Regions from separate parts of the Sus scrofa genome. Here regions 2, 3, 4 and 5 are each linked to region 1. The links are chromatin contacts, called in public HiChIP or PLAC-seq maps. All regions are on one chromosome and are shown on one strand. Each heading gives the region's core, a stretch centred on a gene start, on an enhancer-like site or on the middle of the called end of the contact. The rest is flanking DNA. Distances are from core to core; before and after follow the strand shown.

Region 1 (3,213 bases), core at 302-2,801:
TTGAATACTCACCAGTTTGGGGCATATTTGTATAGCCTTGCACCCCCTCAAAAACCCATTATCCAATCCTGCAGGTAACCCTGTACTAGCTGTTTCATCTCTCTTGTTCTGAACCATCAGTTTCTTCGGTGCATTTCTTGATGTATTTATTGCATGATAATTATAAAAGATTGAAGTTTGGGGATAGGAATTTTAGTGCTTTTAATATATTGGCTGTGAAGGATGAAGAGGGAGGTGTGCTCAAACACTCGCGTGTGTGTGTGTGTGTGTGTGTGTGTGTGTGCGCGCGCGCGCACAGTAATATATAGAATTTTGCTTTTTCGGCTCTTTTTAATTAACCTCTTTCTTTGTCTTTCCAGTTGGGGACCAGATGACTGGGAAAACCGAGATGAGTTGATAGGGAGAAGCTTTGTCATCTTTGCACTAACCTGGACGTATTTTGGGTTCACCAGGCAAAATTGCAAGGTCACGATTGTTAATTTTTCTTTTTGTCCCATCCCCACTTTCTTTCCCAAGCATTTTTGCTTCCCTCTTGTCCTTGCATCTTGGCACCTAGAGCTTGGTCAGTGCTCTCTGGCAAACCAGAATCTGCTTTCCAGCACCTCACCCCTCCTTCCCAGTTAAACTGTCCCCACCCCCACCCCATCTCCACCCCCACCTGAGTGTTGCAGGTGAGGGAAGTCATTGATCTGGGTATAGTGATCCTGAGATCAATGAATGGGCCATAACTTTTATCAGTCCACTTCAAAGAGAATTTGCAGAAATAAAAGCCACCTCTCATAGAACACCACATTGGGAGTGGTCATATTTCATTGCAGACTACCTCTTATGAACAGCCAACCACCTAACAGCACACAAACAGAAGCCACCTCTAAACACCCACCCACACCCACACCCCTGTACCAAAAATAAATTAATAAGAAATGAGCTTCCTCTCTCCCAACCTTTATTTTCTTACCTAGGGATTTAGCACAGGGGAGGTTTATGTGCGTGTTCTACCAGTGTCCTCTTAAAGGCCATGCTTCACTTCCCAGGAGTATCCTGTAGATCGGTTCATTGTTTTAGCCAAAGGAATCTATCCTTGCTATTAGAAGGCCATATGCTCTTGACTTGGTCCGGATGAGGTTCAGAAAAGTGATGTATAAAACTAATAGGCTATTCAGTATTTTAAATGATTTTGTTTCCCTCAGTTATAAGTAATCTCCTTGTATCAGAATTCATTTATTCAATAGAAGGACAAAAGATCACTCTTACATCTTTTGTCATCAAAGCATATTTCCAACCATATCAAAATAAAACAATTAATGGAAATACTTTAGATTTTAAACCTAAGAAAGTGCAGTCGACTCAGGCCCATTTCTAACTTAAGAATCCAAGAGGCTCCAAGAGCTCTTAACTCTGTTTCTCTTAGTCTGGGGTACAGATAAGAGCTGGGTGGCTCCATTACAGATGGAAAAATTCCCAGAGTGGTTAGGAGGTTTCTCAGCATAAGAAGTAGAATCGTAAAAGGAATCAAAGCCCTCTGACTCACAGCCCAGTGTTTTCCAAAGGCCAGCCACACTTAGCTGTTTAGAGTCATTGCCAAATACCTACAAATACAGCTAACCACAGGGACTGTAGGATCAGGCCCCCTGGGAAAATACATAAAAACTATAACCTCTTGAGCAAGTATGAAGCATATCTCAGAAATACAGCAGTGTCTTAACTTTGTTCACTGTCACATTAAACTAGAGAAAATGAGGGGTGGAGGATCGGGGGCTGCACTGCCACCATCTTGCAACCAAACCACAGTAAGTGTTTTGGGGGTAACTGGCTATTTCCTAAAAAGAGAAGACAACAAAGGACCAAAAAATGGAAGCCAAATAACTTTAAAATGAGCAATACAGCAATGGAAAGATAAATGCTTTTACACTCTACAGAACTCCCAGAAAGAGATGTATTTCTGTTGACAAAAGAATTTTGGGGGAGTTCACCTTGTGGGTCGGCAGGTTAAGAACCCAACGCAGTCTCCATGAAGATGCAGGTTTGAGGCCCTGGCCTCACTCAGTGGGTTAAGGACCCCACGTTGCCACAAGCTGCAGTGCAGGTCAGAGATGAAGTTCGGATCCAGTGTTGCTGTGACTGCGGTGTAGACCTCAGTTGCATCTTCCATTCGACCCCTAGCCCAGGAACTTCCTTATGCCACAAAAAAAAAAAAAAAAAAAAAAAAAAAAAAAAAAAAAAGAAAGAAAGAAAGAAGAAGGAAGAGGAAAAAAAGCATTTTTTTGCTTTTCTTGATCTCTCTCTTCTTTTTTTTGAAGAATTGCCATAATATACACTCTGCTCAAATCCGAATCTGAGTCATTGCCTTGAGTGCTGGTAGTTCATTTGTGCAGGGATCCAGGACACCAGAGTGAGGAAGCAGAGAAGTGGAACAGGCAAGAGCGAAAGCCAATGTAAGTGAGCACGCCTCCTGGAGTTGCTGCTGCGGGCAACAGGGTCTCCAGCCCACTGGACTTTCCAGGAAGCAGACAGAATATTCTCCCTTAAAGGCCTGGAGTCTGAAGCACATAACCATCAGTCCTTCTCACCCAGGGGTATTAACTCACATCTCCCCCTTGTAGCTATTCTTGTATTTGTCAGGCACACTCCCATCACCTTGGAGGAGAGCTGTGAAAGCAGAATGCAGGAAGATGTCTGCTCTTGAGATGGGAAGCAAGGTGAATCTGAGATTGTGTGAAACTCTTCCCCACTCTTGTGACTGAAAGCAGAGGAGCGTTTAGGGTATGCAACATGGAAAATATAAATGCATGTCATAGGCCGCCTCTCATGCTAATCAGATCCACTGGTGCTCCATATTGAGTTCAGTTGGTCACTGAGTCTTATTGGAACTGTGGCCAGAGCTCAGCCTCTCTGCTCACAGGTGACAAATAGAAACAAGGTGACAAGAGTTTTGGGCAAAGGAGGAAAGATAGCTTTATTGCTTTGCCAGGTAAAGAAGGGTCACAGCAGGCTAATGCCTCAAGGGCTGTGCCCCCCGCTTAGGAGAGATTGGGAGGTGGTTTTATAGTTTGGGGAGTGAAAAATAGGGCTTAAGTTAAGGATCAGGGTAGAGGCAAGCTTGCGTTGTTTTCAAAGCCGATGTTAGTGGTCTGGTGGTCTTCTTTCCAGAATAAAGAATGTTCCATTGACATCTTCCACTTATGGGGTGGGAGAGGGTGCGGTTAGTTCTGC
Region 2 (3,213 bases), core at 316-2,815, 230 kb after region 1:
CTTTGATGTGTCTAATTGCCCCTGTTATATTAGGAAATAAAGTTATTACTTACTTTTTAAAAAATATTATGAATGAATTATAAATAATAAATAGAATAAATAGGTGTTCGCATCATGGCGTAGTGGAAATGAATCCAACTAGGAACCATGAGGTTTCAGGTTCGATCCCTGGCCTTGCACAGTGGGTTAAGGATCTGGTGTTGCAGTGAGCTGTGGTGTAGGTCGAAGATGTGGCTTGGATCCTGCATTGCTGTGGCTGTGGTGTAGGTCAGCAGCTGTAGTTCTGACCTGATCCCTAGCCTGGGAACCTCCATGTGCCATGGGCACAGCCCTAAAAATAAAAAAAAATTAAAAATTTAAATAATAATAACAGAATAAATAAATTATACATAAACGAAGAAAAAGAGAGTTTACGTTGTGATGCAGCAGAAACAAATCTGACTAGTATCCATGAGGACACAGATTCCATCTCTGGCCTCTCTCAGTGGGTTAAGGATCCAGCACTGCCATGAGCTGTGGTATAGGTCACAGATGTGGCTTGGATCTGGCATTGCTGTGACTGTGGCAAAGGCTGGCAGCTGCAACTCAGATTCAACCCCTAGCCTGGGAACTTCCATGCGTCGTGGGTGCAGCCCTAAAGAGGAGAAAAATAAAATAAATAAAATAAAATAAAGAAAAAGGCAAAATTCAACAGAAATTAACCTTTTCCTTCCCAATGAAATATGTACCCTCCAGTCCTCAGAGAAACAACAATGTTCAGACACACAGTCCTTGCATCTAACACACACAGTGTTCAGAGCGCACCCTGGCTTTCTTGAGTTGTGGAGATTCGAACAAATTACACATGTCTCTTTACTTCAGTTTTCTCATATGAAAATGAGACAATAAAATCCCATTCCAAGTGGAGGTTATAAATATTAAGCAGGGTATGTAAAGTGCCAGCACGTAGTAGATGCTCATTAAAGTTGGCTGTTCTAAGACAGAGTAGTTCTGCAGATACTTAGCCTCAGGCAACTCACTTCCTCCTTCCAGGAACCCTGAATTGACAGTTTTCTCAGTAGGTCCTTGGCCCATCAAAGAAAGCAATGAGAGAAGGCGGCCTCATTAAGTAGAAACCATGTAAGAATGAGGCAGGTAGCTGGCCTCAACCTGACTCACAGGTTCTGACAGGAACAGGGTGGCATCAAATTCCAGGATCTTCTGGTCTCACCAGTATTAAAATCATTTAACAAAACACCACTTAGATTTCCCTGAAGAAGCAGATCTTTGTACTAATCAGGAAGAGATTTCTTTGCACCATTAAATTATTTACCAATGCAAGGTCAAGGTGGCAAATGCTTTCCAATAATAGTATTAAAAAAAAAAGTAATGGCTAAAATGTAGTCAACTCTCTCTGGACTCAGCACTTTATTATAAATTCTCAAATATTATGCTCACAGTAACTTAATGAGGGAGGTACTATTTTTACGACAATTTTCCAGAGAGGAAAATAGATCCTTAGCGAGTGAAGGAATCAGCCTGAGGTCACACCCCCATAAGTGTGTCATTGCTGTGATCTGAGCCCAGGGAGTCCAGTTCCAGAGCCAGTACTTTCAATAACTCTTCTGCACTGTCGACCTGGGCTAAACTCACTGCCTTGCTGAAATAATTCATTTGAAGTCACCTACAGGAAAATGTATATGTGATATAGAGATGCAGCTTTTCAAGGAACTTTTCAATGCAGCTTTTCAAACAACCAAAATATTATATTTTAGAGCAGGACACCTGCCATGTTTCACCAATACTTGCCCATATTGCATGATTTCCAGTAATCAGAAACTCTCATGTTGCTTGAACAATGCTCACTGGAGAGTTGATTGGTTAAAATATATTCTAACTGCCTTTGACCCATTTATGAGTCATTTTAATCTCTGAATAGGAATTGTTTCTCAATACCACAACCTCAGTCATCAGTTAAACCATTCGTAATCCCAGGATGCTATTCTCATATGAAAGACAACGACGAGATCCAGGCATCTTAAAATCATCTGGATATTTGATGGGAAGATTATGTGATAAAGTAGTCAGATTATTCCACTGAAAACAGTGGAATCAATACTGGAATTGACCTGTCCCGAAACTAGGAACCTTGGGACTGAATTGGTGGGTTATTTGTTTTGGCACTTTGAAAGGCTTGCTTCTCAATAGATATTTTTTTTAAATTTTCAAAACAGTTCACTTTTTATTTGACCTATATGTAGCCTTTCTGCATTGGGTAGATGAAGAAATTAATAGAAGAAAGTCCCAGCTCTTGAAACTGTTATATTTCAACTTGAAAATGAAGAAATTATAGGAAAGGTACTTAAGAAAAGTTAAGACAAAATATTGATGCAAAATGGTGAGCACAGCCATTGCTATACAGTAAACTACACATGAGCCGAGCAAATTTCTAAGTTGGAAGTTGCACAGGCTTCATATACAGTTGCTAAAGCTGTCATGTCTGAATTTGACAAGCTGAAACATTTTCTCTGAGGCTCAGTGTTTTCTTTGCAGCAGACAATGCATTTATTTAATCTTCCTTACAGCCCTATGAGGTAGGTGAGGAAAGTTAAGCAATGAGATGAAGAGGTTCAGCAGTTCATCTGAGGTCGTAGAACTTGCAGGTGGCAGAGCTGGGATTTGAAGCCGGAAAATATGGATCGTCACCACCAAACTGACTCAGTATTACTCCTAAAATCTCAGCTTGAAGCCCAAGGCCACTGCTACTCATAAGGAACATAGAGGGAGGAAGTTCGTGTTCTGGGAAGATGGCAAGAGCTACTCAGACTGAGAATAATGGAAAAAGCACAAAACTAACCAGCCAGAATGACCAGCCATCATAGAACTGCCAGGTACCAAGAGGGTGCAAGGTGACACGGTGACCACCTAGGGGCATTCCTATGTCCCTCTGGCCTTCAGTTTTCATGTTTCAGGAGAAAAGAAGGATATCTGGCACATGTGAGCTCCCCTGAGGATTTTCCCTACAGAACATAAAGGGTTGCAAGTGACCAATAGGGACTGAGGACAGAGAAGTCACAGGTCTCTGACTTCCAGTAAATTTCATTCTAAAGTTCTTCTTGGAAGCCATTCTTGATTCTTACTTCCCTCAGGCTTTCCTCATATATCTGCTAGTATTTCATTCTTAAGGAATTTCTAGTCTTACACAGTGGTTCCGTCTTTTTCAAATTGAGAAAA
Region 3 (3,213 bases), core at 400-2,899, 220 kb after region 1:
ATGGATTAACTCATGATCCATGGCAGCTGCTGACCCTCAGCACCCCCTGAGCAGAGCTCAGGGTGGAGACCAGGAGAGAGGCACTCTGCTCTGCTGGAAGAGCAGGTCTTCAAATAGGAGATATTTATAGGAGAAGATTTTTATGAGCCCATTTCTTGTATCTCCTCATGTCTAGAAAAACACTACAACTCCCCAAGTGATGTCTGCTCCTGGTGACTAGTAGTAACCTCCATAAGACCAGCAGCAGACTTTGTAAAACATGTGCCTGGCTGCAGGCACTTCCCCCCTCACCTTTATCACTTAGAGCTTGATATTCCCCCTTTCCTCTTTGGGGTGCTATTTCAGAGCTGTCTGAGATACTGCCTCCAGGGCTGCAGTTAACTTAAAACAAAAGATGTCCTCATCTGTGAATGCAGTCACTCCCAAGGGTTGGCTGGTGAGCCCTGGGGGAACTGAAGAAAGAAACAAAGACTGTCGTGTCCCCTCCCCTCCCCCGCCCCCGCAGTTGAGATGCATATCAAAGGAGTGATTCTAGGAAGCCCAGATGCTCACCTCTTCCCATAGAAACTGGATTTCTATAAATCTTTTCCTGTAAATCTGGTTATCTATAAATATTTTGTTCTTACTACCTTCCCTTTGTTGTTAAAAATTCATATCCTAGCTTTCCCCCTCACTTCCTCTGGAGCAGAGCAATTTCTCAGGGCTACATGAGATGCATCTCCTGGGCTTAAGTCCTAATTTCACCCCAAATAAAACTTAACTCTCAACTTTCAGGTTGTACCTTTTTTTTTTAAGGCAACATAGTCATGACCGCTCCCCTTATCCTGCACCCACATCCTTCTCCTACAAAAACTTCTGTCTGCTCTCTGTTTAACATATTTATAAAATTCAGCTACTTCCTAGTTCCTCTTCTGCTACCACTCAGGTCCAGACCACCACCCACTCTCCCCTTAAGTCCTGCTAGAACCTCCTAATTGGTCTAGTTGTTTGAGCTACTTCTTCGCCTTTCTCCAGACTCTATTTTCAATAGAAAACATATTAATTCTGAGTGAATAAAAGAAACAAAGGCTTGGACAAGTTTTAGCCTGTTACTACCAAGTTCAATATCTCCAGTGGCCTCCTGTCTCACTAAGATGAAAGTTTTCAGTGAATTTTAAGTCCCCACAGGATTAGCCCCCAAGTCCCACCCTGTACCTCACCCTCTGCCACTTCTGCGCTTTACACTTTGAGTTCTGCCTTCTGGAGCTGGCCTGCCCTCCCAATTCTAAGGGTCACCCCCCAACCAAGTCTTCCTCAGCTTTGCAGGATCTTCCTTTCTTCCTTCTGTTCTCCATGCAAACCTCCCTCTTCAGAGAAGTCTTCCACTTACTCTATAAAAAACAGCAATGCCCTAGCATTCTCTGTTTCTCTTATCTCCCTATGGTATTTGAATGACTAAGTTGCTCACTCTGTCAAGAATTTTTTTTCTTTTCAAATCAAGTAGTGAAACCTACACGACTAAATAAACATTTTACAAAGAAACAGCAAACAAAGCTGTCAAAGTGTCATACTTCCTTATTTTCTCCATGTCTCTCCTTTTATCATCTACAAATCAGCCTGGTCTGTTTTTATTTACCCTGACAGTGTTTTTTATCCTAGTGTCCACACCCAGACTCCTGGGCTTTTAGTCCTGTGCACATCTTGTATGGAGTGGTTTAGGAGCTACTTACTTCTCTCAAATGTAAATTCATTCTTTATAAATAGGTACAGGCACCTGTCTGTTCCATCATGTCTTCTTGAATATCTATACCTGAACATTTATGACAAACACATAGTAGTTAATGATCAATTGTTTCCCTCTATTTCTGCCTTATATTATGGAGAAAATATTATATCAAGTTCCATTAATACATGTACAAAGAGGTTATGTTGCTTCCTCTTTTCATTTTTAAATAGGAAGGAATAGTCTAAAGTATTTATAAAGTATAATAAGGAGGAATTTGGATCTGTGTGGTTATAAACAGCTGTTCCCACACAACTTCCTCATTGAACAGATGGGGAAACAGAAGCAGAGGTGTCCAAAGACCTTGGTGTTGGCAATAGAGTCGGGTCTGGCTCGTGACAGGCGTAGAGTAATTTTTTTTCTAGGGCAGATTGCCTCAATATGATTCAAATTATAAAATCATAGAAATCTTTGTTAAATTATCCTTCTTGCCTAAGAATTTTTCTTTTAAAGGGAAATTTTAATCCTAATGGGATTATCCAATATTATGTCAATGAAATTTTTATCCTAGTTTGATTCCTAGTTCAGTTCTTCCTCCTAGCTCAATTCTTCCTTCAAGTTCAATTCTTCATCTTTCTACAGAGGTCTATAATTTAAGAGATTTGACCTTTTATAAAAAATAAAGTATACTAGCTCATAAATATAACCTTTCAAAGGGCCATCACCCACCACAGTCATATTGTGCTGTTGGTTTTAAGTATTTGGTTTCTACTGATTGTTCAGTAAAGTCGCCAACTGACATTCTTGTATTTCAGTATCAATTATACACAAAATGCTTCTATTGTGAGAGGGCCTTTACTTCCCATAGAATAACTCAAACTTGCAGACACACAATCAAATATTGCATGGAGACATCTGCAAAATGGCAACTTTCACCTCTAACATGTCAATATGGCAACATCCATGAGACAGAAGTAAAAATTTGGCTCCAGATTGTGGACTGAAATGTATTTTTCTCATTAAAATGGTACTGATTGAGGCCCTACATCATGTGCAATACACTGTAGTCAGCTTTGAAAGAGTTGGAAATAAGAATTCATCTTCAAGTTGCTTGGATATGTGCCTAGCCTCACTGCAGCACTCATATAGTTACTAAGCAAATATTTTAAACCATTGTCTATGTATGAGGTGCCAGAGATATGGAGATAAATATGATGGACTTTGAGCTTGTCTTGGTGGGACTGTCTGCACCTAAAGGAGAGAAAGTCATGTGTCCTTCCATATGAGGGCTTGGTGTGATGCTTTGCACAACACGTACTCACAGAAGTGAACAAAAGATAATAACAAGTATAGGGAGTTCCCATTGTGGCACAGTGTTTAATGAATCCGACTAGGAACCATGAGGTTGCAGGTTCGATCCCTGGCCTTGCTCAGTGGGTTAAGGATCTGGCGTTGCCATGAGCTGTGGTGTAGGTCGCAGACTCGGCTCAGATCCTGCGTTGCTGTGGCTC
Region 4 (3,213 bases), core at 301-2,800, 190 kb after region 1:
GTTTTAAAATCACATTATCTTTAAGATATATGAGCTCTTATAGAAGCAAGCTTGAAAATGCTAAAGGATAACCAAGCATTATAAGGAAACCAAGCATTATAAGGAAAATTTTCAGTAATTTCTACCTATGTTTAGTCTAAACTTATTATTTATTTGAACAACCCTGTTAGATCAGGTAGTCTTTAGTTTACTGTAATGTTATTTTGGTATTTATTCCCTTGGCTCTGGATAATTTAATCACCTGTAGGGAAATAAACAAATACATAAAAAGGAAAGGAAAAAAAGAGATATATTAAATCTATCTAGTAAATATTACCTGGATTGATCACCAGATTGGATGTATTTTAATAAGCAATCTTATTAGTGTCTTGAATTTTGTGCATTTATTAAGAAAAAAATTAATATATCCAGGGAGAATTTTCACGAGTCAGTCATTCTATGATGCTTCTGAAATGTTTTTTTGAAAATAGATTCACATTAGCAGGTATCAGGTTGTTTGAGCACCATCCTTGAAGAAAAAAAATGAGCAACATTCCTCAAACAGTAACCAATTTTGGACAGCATTCATGGAAAAAGGAGATAGTGCCAAACACATTTCATGGGAGACTGGAAACACTTCTGTTCAGCAACAACATTTTTACCTAGCTTCCTCAACTCAGGTTAACCTGATCCCACTGTTGGTAGCTTGTGTTTATCTTTTGCAGTGATTGAATCTGCCAGACTTCTCACTACCCACATCTTCTTTCTACCTTTGAATCACGTACCCACGATGACATGAAAAAATTGAGCAACTGGGCACCCAAGTTTGGGAGAATTTTCTTTCCCAAGCTGTGAGTATTAAGGACAATCCCTCACCTTAGCCCTTATTCTCAGGTTTTATGAAATAATGATACCATTCACTTCCTCAGCTATGATTAACCAATAGACAAGGGCTCTCTTTTAGTGGTTCTCTGTAATCTCTTGGCTGGTTCCTTGTAAATATCTGAGCTAAGAGCAGTTCATACCATTATTCTTACCCTTCTTCCATGTTCTGGTGTTTAGGCTCAGGTCTAATTTATGAAATAAAAATATAAATAAATAAAAACATAGACATGAATTTAACTTCATGTAGCCCTAATTCAGCTCAACAGAGCACAGGTCAGACAATCTTGGCTTCCAACCCTGAGTCTTACCAGTGGTGTGACATTCAGCAATTCATCCAGTGACAGCATTTCCAGTTCCTGTGTGCAAATTTGGGATAATTATAATGATCTTGAAGGATTAACTTATAGGATGAATGGATGTACAATAATCAACACATGATACACATTCAATATACAGCTAAACTGTTATCACTATCATTTGAGAATTACTTATAGTTGCTGATTCTGAACCCTCAAATCAAATAAAATCTTCGATTAGCTTCCAATGGATCAAGAGAAGCCACGTCAAATATTCTACTTATTTAAAAGTATGAATACGTGCAACTTGCCAGGAAGTGGTTAAGGAAGACAGACTAACATGGAGGACACATCCTCTTACCTCACAGTTCGTTGGCACTGCCATGAGATAGCGTTTCTTTTGAGGATTTAGAAAGCTTGTTCCTCATATGAGCAAATAAATGTCATTTACATATGTCAACAATTCCACCCAGAATTCTGACTTTAGAAAGTGTAAAAGATCATGACTACATTCTTTGATGAGTCCAACCTTATCGATTAGCGATACAAACCTATAATTTTCTTAGTTCCTTTCCTTTCCTTCCCTTTCTTTCTCTTCTTCCTTTCTCTCTCTCTCTTTCTTTCTTTCTTTCTTGGCATTTTCAGCATGTTGTCTTATTTCATCCTAACAACTCTGTGAGATAGGCATCATTAATTTCCATCACCGATACTAGCTACTCATTGGCTGTAAGCTATCAGAGGAAGAAGGTGGGTATAAGCACCTCATTCAGGGGCATTTCCTGGCAAGGAGACAGCCAAAACTCATTATTAGCCAGTCCTCTTAGTAGCTGGGGGATGGATGCACTAGCTCAAAAGTAGGCACCAGCAGGATGTACTATATCCCCATTTTGCAATGGAAGGGGGGAACTGAGAATCAGAACATTTAAGTGACTTTACCACACTCCCATATCTGGTAGTGAAAAACAAGATCCGAATTCAGAATGCCTGATTCCAAGTGAAGGTCTTCTTCTCTCATACAACAGCTGAAGGAGATTAGAAGGGCGACTGTGAATTTATATACACTTCTTATGAAGTTTGGAAGAATAACTTCATTAAGTATATTACTCACTATAAAAAGTCATATTTCCTTTAAATTTCTCTACATTTAGCTCTTCTTAATTTCATCTGATGGCCGTTTCACAAATTCTGTTTTATAAGAACTGGAAAACAAATCCATGGCCATTCTACCCATGAAATTCAGGATTGCATACAGCTTGATTTCAAGTCTTCTCAGAAATTCAAACTTGTGACCTGTCCTTTGCATCCAATCTCAAAAAGCAAGCTTTTTAAAAAATCTCCTTGGAACAATGGTCAAGTTTGGAGCTTGACCACAAAAAGCTAATATTAAACAGGCCTGTTTTTGTACTCTTGATATCCTAAAGCTCTAGTCTAGATGATATCTACGGTCAGTACTTGCAAGACATCACAATGGCAGCACGGCCAGCACTTCAATTCAGTAAGGTAAAGATACTAATTGGTCCAGAGCATTGCACAAACATAATCTTGAACGGACATCCTTGCTGTAAGATAGTTTCTCATTTAAGACGCAGAAAACACAGAGCTAAAGGAAGTTTATTCTAACTGAGAGGATTGGGAAAGTCTTCTTGGAAGAGAATGTAATAAAACTAGGCTTTGAGAATTCCCGTCATTGCTCAGCGGTTAACAGACCCAATTAGTATCCATGAGGAAGTGGGTTCAATCCCTGGCCTTGCTCAGTGGGTTAAGGATCCGGTGTTGCTGTGAGCTGTGGTGTAGGTTACAGACACAGCTTGTGACTTCCTGTGGCTGTGGCATAGCCTGGCAGCTGTAGCTCTGGCTTGACCCCTAGCCTCGGAACCTCCATATGCTGTGGGTGTGGCCTTAAAAAGACAAAAGACAAAAAATAAAAAAACTGGAGTTCTCGTCATGGCTCAGTGGTTAATGAATCCGACTAGGAACCATGAGGTTGCAGGTTCAATTCCTGGCCTTGCTCAGTGGGCTAAGGATCTGGCGTTGCCGTGAGCTGTGGTACAGG
Region 5 (3,213 bases), core at 311-2,810, 180 kb after region 1:
CTGGCCCAGCAGCCAACACCTGCAGCAAACAGGTGTTCTGGAAACATTTCTCAAATGAAAGCAAAAATTCCCCAGTTCACATAACTTTTCCCAATAAGAGCAATATCAGCAAAAGGAAGTAAAAATGTTTATCTGTGTTTACTTTTTGTTCTCCCTCAGGGATTATTGTTTTATTTACACAAAAGCAAAGAATCCGCTATGGAAACTACAGTTTTAGCTCATGCTCTCATTTAGTGGTGAATAGATTGAATAGTAACCAGTTCAGCCAGGCAGCAATTTCCTCCTTTGGTGAATTAACCATCCAATCCCTTCTAGGCTGCTCCCTGCCTGGGGTAAGGGGTACAATACAGCACACAGGGACCTTTAGTGACTAACATCCACTGATGGAGAGGGCTCTGCTGCTTCATTCTTCCCATTGCCTCTGTCTCACAGGCTCGGGAGTGTTCAGAAGACCACAAAGCATTTCCAGGGGCCAGGGAGTGAACTTGGATGGTGTCCTACAGATTTCATCGAATTAACCTTTTAAGGTTAATTTATGTGCCAAGACTCAAAAGAGTAGCTTCCCTGGTAGGTATCACCTCATTGGTTCTTAACCTTTTTAATTTAACCACTTACTCTTTTGAAAATATGATGAAAGCTATATGCACTCTCCTCACCCTTAAACCCACCTAAGCCTAAATGTATAGAGTTGTGCATCAAGTTTCAGGAATTTATGAGGTCCGTTAGATACTCTGGAGGGGTAAAATCAGTAAAGGGTATATTGGAGGTAGAACACTGGAGAACAACAAGTGGATCCTGAGTTTACTGCCTTCAAGTTAACCGAAAGAAAAATGATGTTTTTCTGAATGCTGCCTGTTGTCCCTGCATTTGTCCAGCACAGAAACGTCAAAGAAAAGTTCCTGACATTCTCAAAAAGAGATGGATAAGGAAAAGAATGAGCAGGAGGGAGAGAATCTTCATATTCAGTGAGGTCAAGATATGAATGACCTTTAGAGTTCTTATTTTCCACAAGAGTAAAGCCCCAATCCATCCAAAATGATGAAAAGTGAGTTCTGCTTTCAACTGGCACCGTCTCCTTAGCTAATTTGCTGAAAGGTAGTGTGGGTGGGAAAAGGCAGCTGAGAGAGAGGGTTACGTTTCGTCCTTTCATAATTCCCTTCAGCTCACCAGGTAAATGTATACTTCAAGAAAAATCTATGTGATGTTTTCACATAAAAAGAAAACACAGTTGGAAAGTAATTCAGATTGTGTATGGATTTAGAGATGTGGACCAGTATTTCAGAGTTCCCCAAATTTATGTAAAATAAGGCTATAAAACTTGTTTATCTATCTCTCCTTCAACTGATACCCTGTGCTATCCGACTTCCAAATTTGAGGCCCTTTTGTCTCTCGGTAGTTTATTCTGCCATCTAGTATAATTTACTATTAACATCTAGAAGTGTGCTTCTCCTTGACTATATTGTGTTATGAATCAAAATGAAATCCCTCCTTGTGGTCGCTAAACCAGGAAGGAGGAAATCACCACCCATGGAATCTAGCAGAGTTTTGAAACAAAGGAAAAGTTGTGGACTTCAAGCCAGTTGGATGAACTTTTCATGCACTTCCCTTTCCCTAACAGCGGGGCAGGGATGCGGGGGGTGGGGAGGGGTGGGAAATACCACTAGCATCACCTCCTACAAAGTTGAGGATTACAGCAAAATAGGCAGCCGAGAGGAGCAATAGATAAGAAATAACACACCCAGCCAGAAAAGCAGGACTTTGAAAAAACACATGAAAGAGACCCAAAGAGAAACGAAGCAGGTATTGGAGAAGCAAGGTTGTGGAGGAGAATTAAAACGGCACATTTCTCTTCTGAGCTTGATTTAGACTTTGGCAGTGCATGCAGAGAGCCCTCACTCAAGAATTATTGTGCTAACAGGACTTTGTTACTTGGCACATTGTAGGCTTTATGTTTTGCTAATAGTCACAACCACCCTATATTTTTATCTTTTATTCTCATTTAACTGATGAGGAAACCGGCTCAGAGAGAGTTAAGCACCTTGCAGAGGGTCACCGCAAGTAGGAGAACAGAATTAGGATTTGAACCTAAACAAGATGTCCAGAGACTCTGTGCCACGCCAAGGAAGTTTCTCTCATGTGCCCATAGGTCTCAGACTTGGTTTTCAGCACATTTTCCTTCTTTCTCCTACACTCTCCTGCCTGAGAGGATTTGGAAGACTGGAGAAGAGGAACTGGAGTCCATGAGGGGAAAGGGCACCATAACCCAACAGAAGAACAAGGCTCACCTCCTGTCCAGGCCTCCGGTTTTCATTTGTACAACGAAGGAATTTGCTTGTACGGTTCCTACTGCCTGCTGATTTAGTCTAAGAAGCACGGCATATGTATAACAGATGGAGAACTTTCCCTGGGAAATTTGACCACTTGAGTCAGAGGAGAAAATGCGCCCAAACCCGAGATTCCACAAAACTTGGAGAATATCTGCACTTGCCCTTGAATGTAGTTAACTCAAAAGTGTCCCTTGCAAGGTTCTCATCAACTGAGCAAAGTGCCTTCATTTTGCTGGGTTTAGTGAAGAATGAGTCTAGAAAGAGGCTATGGGGATAGTGTGTTTTACAACCAGACCCCTATCCCCCCATCTTCCAAGGATGAGCGGAAATTGTTCCTTTCTGTCCTCTCTCCTGATGCCGTTTTCTCTCACCTGGTTTCCTCATGACTCTTAGCTAAGTCCCAGCTAGTGACTCTTTATTGTGACACAGGTAACACAGTTGGAGTTGGTGAAAATTTTTGAAAGAACTAAAGCCCATCTGATTTGTTGAAAAACAAAAATATCCAACAATGAGGTGAAGAGACCTCATTTCCCCATTATTCATCCATTTAATATTTCCCGAGTACCTTCTGTATTTCAAACATTTTTCTAGTTGTTTGGGAAATGTTAGTGAATAATGTGGATCGAAATGGCTACCCTTGCTTTAGGTGTGTAAATGTTATGGGGAGAGTGGATGAGGGTGTGAGGGGCGAGCAGATTACAGCACTGGGAAGTATAGGGAAGCCTCCTTGGGAAGTTGAGATTGGGCTAGGAATTGAAGGATCTAGGAATTGGCTAAGTGGCTATGTGGGAGAATAATCTAGGCAAAGGGACAGCTAGAAGTGACGGTTTGAGTTGGGAACTTGGTCATACACTTGAGGAACAGTAAGGAAGCCAGCATGGCTGGT

What was found. HiChIP or PLAC-seq counts read pairs in DNA pulled down with a chosen protein or histone mark.
Region 2: an H3K27ac HiChIP or PLAC-seq map of alveolar macrophages shows a contact between it and region 1. The contact joins two enhancer-like sites. A contact is called at or near these places in 4 of 47 Hi-C or Micro-C datasets (embryonic fibroblasts and subcutaneous adipose tissue) and 1 of 2 datasets of contacts at active chromatin or transcription factors (alveolar macrophages).
Region 3: a contact with region 1 is called in an H3K27ac HiChIP or PLAC-seq map of alveolar macrophages. The contact joins two enhancer-like sites. A contact is called at or near these places in 1 of 47 Hi-C or Micro-C datasets (embryonic fibroblasts) and 1 of 2 datasets of contacts at active chromatin or transcription factors (alveolar macrophages).
Region 4: a contact with region 1 is called in an H3K27ac HiChIP or PLAC-seq map of alveolar macrophages. The contact joins two enhancer-like sites. A contact is called at or near these places in 6 of 47 Hi-C or Micro-C datasets (embryonic fibroblasts, fibroblasts, heart right ventricle and 3 more) and 2 of 2 datasets of contacts at active chromatin or transcription factors (alveolar macrophages and skeletal muscle).
Region 5: a contact with region 1 is called in an H3K27ac HiChIP or PLAC-seq map of alveolar macrophages. The contact joins two enhancer-like sites. A contact is called at or near these places in 1 of 5 promoter capture datasets (liver), 15 of 47 Hi-C or Micro-C datasets (adipose tissue, alveolar macrophages, embryonic fibroblasts and 9 more) and 2 of 2 datasets of contacts at active chromatin or transcription factors (alveolar macrophages and skeletal muscle).

What each region holds. Positions count from the first base shown.
Region 1 is chr8:70,100,394-70,103,606 of Sscrofa11.1, reverse strand. No RefSeq gene overlaps it. Among named protein-coding and RNA genes, the nearest start is that of CXCL2, 55 kb to the left of the region's middle. Within about 2 kb of position 1,551, at least 9 of the 83 cell types and tissues checked have an H3K27ac peak or open chromatin away from gene starts, as enhancers often do. A contact at or near this core is called in alveolar macrophages, where this site is marked.
Region 2 is chr8:69,866,238-69,869,450 of Sscrofa11.1, reverse strand. No RefSeq gene overlaps it. Among named protein-coding and RNA genes, the nearest start is that of RASSF6, 36 kb to the right of the region's middle. Within about 2 kb of position 1,565, at least 2 of the 83 cell types and tissues checked have an H3K27ac peak or open chromatin away from gene starts, as enhancers often do. A contact at or near this core is called in alveolar macrophages, where this site is marked.
Region 3 is chr8:69,884,222-69,887,434 of Sscrofa11.1, reverse strand. No RefSeq gene overlaps it. Among named protein-coding and RNA genes, the nearest start is that of CXCL8, 47 kb to the left of the region's middle. Within about 2 kb of position 1,649, at least 7 of the 83 cell types and tissues checked have an H3K27ac peak or open chromatin away from gene starts, as enhancers often do. A contact at or near this core is called in alveolar macrophages, where this site is marked.
Region 4 is chr8:69,907,953-69,911,165 of Sscrofa11.1, reverse strand. No RefSeq gene overlaps it. Among named protein-coding and RNA genes, the nearest start is that of CXCL8, 23 kb to the left of the region's middle. Within about 2 kb of position 1,550, at least 3 of the 83 cell types and tissues checked have an H3K27ac peak or open chromatin away from gene starts, as enhancers often do. A contact at or near this core is called in alveolar macrophages, where this site is marked.
Region 5 is chr8:69,925,153-69,928,365 of Sscrofa11.1, reverse strand. It overlaps LOC106504691 (a long non-coding RNA gene), which reads left to right. Exons shown (of 4, transcript XR_002346702.1): 3 at 433-567; 4 at 2,012-3,213. Among named protein-coding and RNA genes, the nearest start is that of CXCL8, 5.9 kb to the left of the region's middle. Within about 2 kb of position 1,560, at least 8 of the 83 cell types and tissues checked have an H3K27ac peak or open chromatin away from gene starts, as enhancers often do. A contact at or near this core is called in alveolar macrophages, where this site is marked.